Linked DNA regions of Sus scrofa: region 2 is linked to region 1. The links are chromatin contacts, called in public Hi-C maps. All regions are on one chromosome and are shown on one strand. The core of a region is the stretch at or near the end of the contact, and the rest is flanking DNA. Distances in the headings are between cores, read along the strand shown.

Region 1 (2,770 bases), core at 100-2,599:
CCCTGGCCCGGGGAACTCCATATGCTGTGGGACTGCCAAAAAAGGAAAAACAAAATCAAGTGACATGAAATAAAATAAAAGGCTGCGGGAACTTGGACACATAAAAAGCATGAAGAGGGCAGGCCAGGCCGGGGCATGGAGGCAGGGGACGAGTCTACCCTGAGCGAGAAATGAAGAGCAAGTGTCGCCGCCAGAGCGTGGGGTGAGTTGTGCGAAGAGGGGCTCAGATGGGAAGCCCGAGGGGATGGGCCTCAAAACCTCAAGCAGAGCCCAGGGGCCACTGCTCTACTCCCAAGCCTGCCGGGGCCCCCGGCTGCCAGCCTGCCCCCGCCCCGGGCTTTCCGGGGGCCTTTCCCGGGCTGCCTCCTCTGCCTGGGACACTTCCACGCACCTTCTCTGAATAGCTGCACTGTTCGTGTGGTTTTCTCATCTGTAAGATGAGAGGGATCACTGGTGCGGACACAGGCTGCTGTCAGAACTAAACGAAACCATGTGTGTGGGCCGCCCTTGCAGCCAGCGTTTGTCAGGGCAGTGAATCAATTCCAGGCCCTGCCCTGGGCTCCCTCGGGTCACCCTAGTGTCCGGTGGTTTCAGGTCTTCAGCACCAGGTGACACTGATTTCTCAACCGCCCACCCCGTGTCACATGTTTCACCTGCAGTTCTGGGCAGGCAGTCGTGGGGTGATACTTTGCATGGTACCCATAAAGGAACTAAGGCTCAGGAAGGGCTAGTGAGTGTCCTGAGGTGTCCCAGTCTGGGGGCACTTCAACAAGATCTTTCTCACTCTACACCCCCTTTTCCACTGTCCCCCAAAGTCCCTGCTCCCCTGCTCCCCACTCCAGAGGATTCCGCCAGGAATGTCTTCCCTGCAATAAGGGCCTTTGGCCAGGAGATGGCGCCAGGAGACTGCCCGGGGCAGCAGGGGGGGCGGTGGGGGGCAACTGATGAGGGCTGAGGGCAGGTCAATACACAGAGGGGGCCTCCCCTGCAGGGCTGGCACCGAGCAAGCTCAGAGCTGGGTTCCCAACCTCAGGTCCTCCGGACCCAGTTCCCAGCCCTTCTCCCACTTAGGCCCAGATGAAATCAAGCCTTGTTCTCAGATCCCACATCCAGTCGATACGGCTCTCAGGAGCCACCGGGGACCCTGGCAGGGCGCAGGCCTAGTGTGGAGTCTGTCCGGCTGCCAGGGAGCATTTCCCTGACACCAGGCGTTCAGCACCCACCTCCACTCCAGGTGCACCATCGGGAGGAACACTGACGCCCCTCACCCCGCAAGGGGTCAACCTCTGCTGGTTCCGCTTTCAATTCAGGTTTCAATTCAGGCAACAAGGCACGGGGTTGGTTTGCGCCTGCAGCAGAAGCGATTCCGTTTAGATGGAAGGAAGAGCTGACCGGGGCCGAAGCTCCGTGGGCTGCTCGGATCCTATGGTCTCAGGATACCCATGACTCTGCAGCCTCTTCCCATCCCGAACCCGTCCCCACGGCCCTCGTATCTGGAAGGGATGAGGAGGCCTGACAGCCAGAGGTAGGAGCTGGAAGCCTGAGTCACCGTCTGCCAGCCAGCCAGGAACCAGTTCAGACCAGGCTGGACGTGGGAAAAGGCCTCCTAACCTTGGCCTGCCTGCCTTCTGGGAAACACGGCCTGGAAACCCCCCTGTCGGCCCCTGGCCTCCGAGCTTAGTACCAAGGGCACAGGATGACAGAGATCGAGACCTGGCTTCCTTCCCCTGAGGAGTCAGACAGCCTACGATTCATCACCAACTTGCTGTGTGACCCAGGGTGAGCCACCTACCCTCTCTGAGCCTGAATCTCCACCTGAAAAATGGCTTGATGCCCGAGGCCAGGGCCTGCCTGGCACCCAGAAAACTGAGGGCCGAGGGCAGAGCCACCCCCTCCTGGAGGAGTTTTGGTTTCACCTGTGGTATCCGGCTGGCCACACAAGCAGACAAACTTGGCAGAGGAGGGCACAGGGAGGGAGGGAATCTGATTTCTCTTCTCTTTTTCCACTTCCCCTTCTCACCTCCTGCTCGATGGGAATTAAAGCTGGAACTGAAACAATCCATTTTGAGCGCAAGGAAGGGGAAGCTGCAGCTTCAGGGAATGTGGGGGTTGAGGCTGCTCCCCTCAGTTTTTCTCTGGCCTCTAGAGGTTGGGCGCAGCAGACACCTGCATCTCCTGCGGCTCTGCTCTGCCCCAGGCCCCAGCTGCCCATCAGGGAGTTCGTGTTCTCCCACCCCAGTCGGGGCAGATGTTGTCAACGTGCCAAAATGCTTCCCAGGCTGCCTCTCATTCACTCTTCACAGCGACCGCCCCACCTTGTAGGTGCGGAAGCTGAGGCCTGGCAAAGCAAGCAAGAGGGTCTCTCTTGGGCACACGTACGACGAGGTCTCAGATCAGGGCGACCTGGTGGGCAGAGGGCTGAGAAGTCACAGGGCAGCCTCAGGGTGAGGAAGTGTGGCCTGAGCACAGGGGCCCAGAGAGCAGCGGCCACAGGCAGCCCTGCCAGCAGAGGGACAGTTCACAGCGGCCGGCTTCCCAAGTCCAAGGCCCTGGGGCTGTAGCACCTCCTGCCCAGGGCCCTGGGAGATCCCAGACCTTCCAATAAACCCCTGTCCCTGGAGCTGGTATGAGGGGGTCTCTGCTCCTGGCCTGGACCCCCAGGCTGTCCCTATGGAGACATGCCACTTGGAGTCCCTTTCCAGAAAGAACCCGCTGCTTAGCTGCAAGGAGTGCAGCTGGCTGACGGCCTCCCCTGGGGCCTTCAAGACCC
Region 2 (2,770 bases), core at 110-2,609, 97 kb before region 1:
GCAGCTGCGGCCTCCGGGGACAGCAGCACCTCAGGCCACTTCTTCTGACTACAGCGGGAGCAGCAGGGGCCGGGCTGCGAGGCCAGCCCCTGAACCGTGTGGAGGTGGTGGCGGTATGAGCAGATGTGCGGCATGCTGGCCGGGCGGGGAGCCGGTCTGTGAGGACATGGCGGGGGGGGGGGGTCACTGGGGCAGGCCAGGCCCAGGAGGGAGAGGGGGAACGGGAGTGATGGGAGGGGACACACCCACACGGTGAGTTCCCAGGAGGCAGGCTGACTACCTGGGGTCAGGGCCCCCTGGCCCCACTGCCCACTCACCTGGGCAGAGGCCCGTGGCTGGTCTGCACCAGCTGCTTGCAGTGATACTCCTTCAGCAGCTCCTCCAGGGCCGCCGCGTTCTCTGGGGGCAGCTGCGGTCAGAACCCGGCTCTGGGCCGCGAGGGGCCCCGGCCCCCGGCCCCCTCCTCCCCTGCCCAGGCCGTGTCCCTTTTCCTCCCCGTCCCAAGCGAGCACAGGGAGAAAGGGGTAGCTCCCTCCGCAGCGCTGGTCAGCCAGGGCCGGGCTGGCCTGAAGCGGCCGGCGGCAGGGAGCGAGGGCCCCAGGAGATGGGGGGCCCCTTCCCTCACCTTTCTTCTCTGTGATCAGGCGCACCAGGACCCCGATGGTGTCCTCGTTGGCATCCTCGGCCCGGTAGGCAGGGTTGATCCCTGAGGAAGAGAAGAGCCTTGATCCTAGGGAAGGAGGCGGGGAGGGGCCGTCCTGGGCGCACAGGCTGCACCGGGATGTGGCAGCAGAGGGCGCCCCAGCCCAGCGTGTGTGGCGGCCACGGCCTCCCCGCTGGTTCTGGGAAGCCCGTTATCACCCTCGCTGCATCCCCAGGTGCTTAGGGGCTTCAGGGCCACCTGGACTACACGTCCCTGCAGAGAGGGGGGTCCAGCCTCTCTGCCCAGAGCCTCCAGCAGCCCCGGCGGACTCCAGGCCTCTCACCTCCCTCCACAGCGCCCTGTCTACGTCACTGAGGGCCCTTGCTCGGCCTAGGGCTCAAGCTCAAAGGCACGAGAACAGGCCACACAGTTCTGAGCCAGCAGCAAACAGCTCCTAGGACAGGCACCCGCGCGGCAGGCAGCAGCTAAAGGGAGTCCGAGGCTGGGAAAACAAGTGCGGTTCCAGGCAAAACTGGCCTGAGTGGCCACCTGTCTGCGTGCCTGATGCTCCTGTCCCCTCTGCCTGCTGCAGACCGCAGTGTCAGGGCTAGGATGGCTGCTGGCACGGGAGGCGCCACTCAGTCTTGACGCGGCCACCAGGTTCTGCGAGCAGTTCATGTGCAGGCGGGGCCCAGGCCCCAGGGAGGGGGTGGGGCAGAAGGAGCGAGTCTCTCCCTCTGGTTCCAGGGCTCGTAACTCAAACCACAGCCTGGAGCTGAAACCTGAGCCTCGCGGTGCCCATCCAGCAAGGCTGCCCTGCCAGCCCTTCAGCCAGAGGTCAGAGGTCAGCCTGAGGACCCAGAGGGCAGGCCAACCCGTGAACCACACACATGACTACAGCCCCCGAGAAGTTCAGACTCCCCCAGTGGGCAGGGCCTCTCCCAGGGAGCCGCTGAAGCCACTGGCCTCTGCTCTGCCGGCGCTGTCCCCTTCGGGCACCTCACCCTTCCTTTCCCTTGGTCATTCTGTCTTCTTCACAGCCCGCATGCAGCACCTCCAGAAAGCCCTCCTGATTAGCCCTCTCCCGGTCAGACCCTCCAGGCCCAGCAGGTTCCCTCTGGCAGCCCCCAAGCAGGGCCGGGCGGGCCAGGCCAGCCCGTGCCCTCTGGCCTCCGCACCCGAGCCCAGGCGGGCCTCACCGCTGCCTCCACCGCCTCCGGGGCCAGGCTCCACCTCCTTGTGGGCGGTGCAGTGGTAGCCCTTCCGCTTGAGCAGGTTACACACCAGGATGCCCAGCAGCCCCATGAGGCAGAAGACGGGCACGATGGCAATGACCGCGTACTGGGCCGCCGTCTCCTCGGCACTGCTGGCCCGAGTGCCGTTCCCGGGCTGCCGCGTCTCCCCTGCGCCGCTGGCCCCTGCTGCCACCTCCACGCCACGTCGGGTGCGCTGCCCACGCTCTGAGCACCACAGAGGATGGAGGCAGGGAAGACAGACAGAGGCAGACAGGCCCAGGGCCCGAGTCACTGCGCGGGGCGTGGCACAGACGTGTCCAGAGCCACCCACGCCCCACGGGGCTGGCGCAGCAAAGGCCAACTCACCCCCCCCTTTGGCGCTCTGATCAGTCAGGACACAGACCCCGAGCCCCCTGTCCATCCCTCAGGATGGGCCAGAGAGGTGAGCAGAGGGACCAGGGACCCTGGATCCTGCCTCCCCACCACCTGGCCTATGAGTCAGCTGCCTCTGAAGGTGACTGGTTCAGCCCCAGAAAGGGGGTGTGTGCCCTTGGGAGGGGACAGAGACAGTGGTCAGGATGGGAGTGCCAGCTGGGGCAGCCACCTGCCGGCCGGTCTCTGGCACTCAGAGACGGAGTAGGCAGACAGACCAACCGACCACATCCTGCTGGACACCCACTGGCCACACACCCTCCCTGGGGCGAGGGGAGTGAGGACCGCACTGCCCCAGTGGACACTGCAAGGGCCCGTGGGCTCAAGCTTGCCAGACCCCTCCCCGTGCCCCCACCAGTCCTAGCCCCCACCTGCCACTCACCATAACAGCCCCGAGGACCCAGAGGCGTCCAGGAGCACGGCTGACAGGGAACACCCGGGACCTGGGAAGGGGCAAACC

The links. Hi-C and Micro-C count contacts between places; a contact is called where the count stands out from the background.
Region 2: a contact with region 1 is called in a Hi-C map of retroperitoneal adipose tissue, with 2.1 times the contacts expected there. The contact joins the enhancer-like site here to the promoter of P2RY6 in region 1. A contact is called at or near these places in 9 of 47 Hi-C or Micro-C datasets (embryonic fibroblasts, heart right ventricle, mesenteric adipose tissue and 4 more).

What each region holds. Positions count from the first base shown.
Region 1 is chr9:7,749,275-7,752,044 of Sscrofa11.1, reverse strand. P2RY6 (pyrimidinergic receptor P2Y6) reads right to left here and starts at 1,349. Exons shown (of 4, transcript NM_001244296.1): 1 at 1,224-1,349. LOC110255395 (a long non-coding RNA gene) reads left to right here. Exons shown (of 4, transcript XR_002335528.1): 1 at 1-202.
Region 2 is chr9:7,846,215-7,848,984 of Sscrofa11.1, reverse strand. RELT (tumor necrosis factor receptor superfamily member 19L) reads right to left here. Exons shown (of 11, transcript XM_003129644.5): 5 at 2,693-2,770; 6 at 1,843-2,103; 7 at 626-706; 8 at 318-399; 9 at 1-156. Among named protein-coding and RNA genes, the nearest start is that of RELT, 14 kb to the right of the region's middle. Within about 2 kb of position 1,359, at least 18 of the 83 cell types and tissues checked have an H3K27ac peak or open chromatin away from gene starts, as enhancers often do. A contact at or near this core is called in retroperitoneal adipose tissue and skeletal muscle, where this site is marked.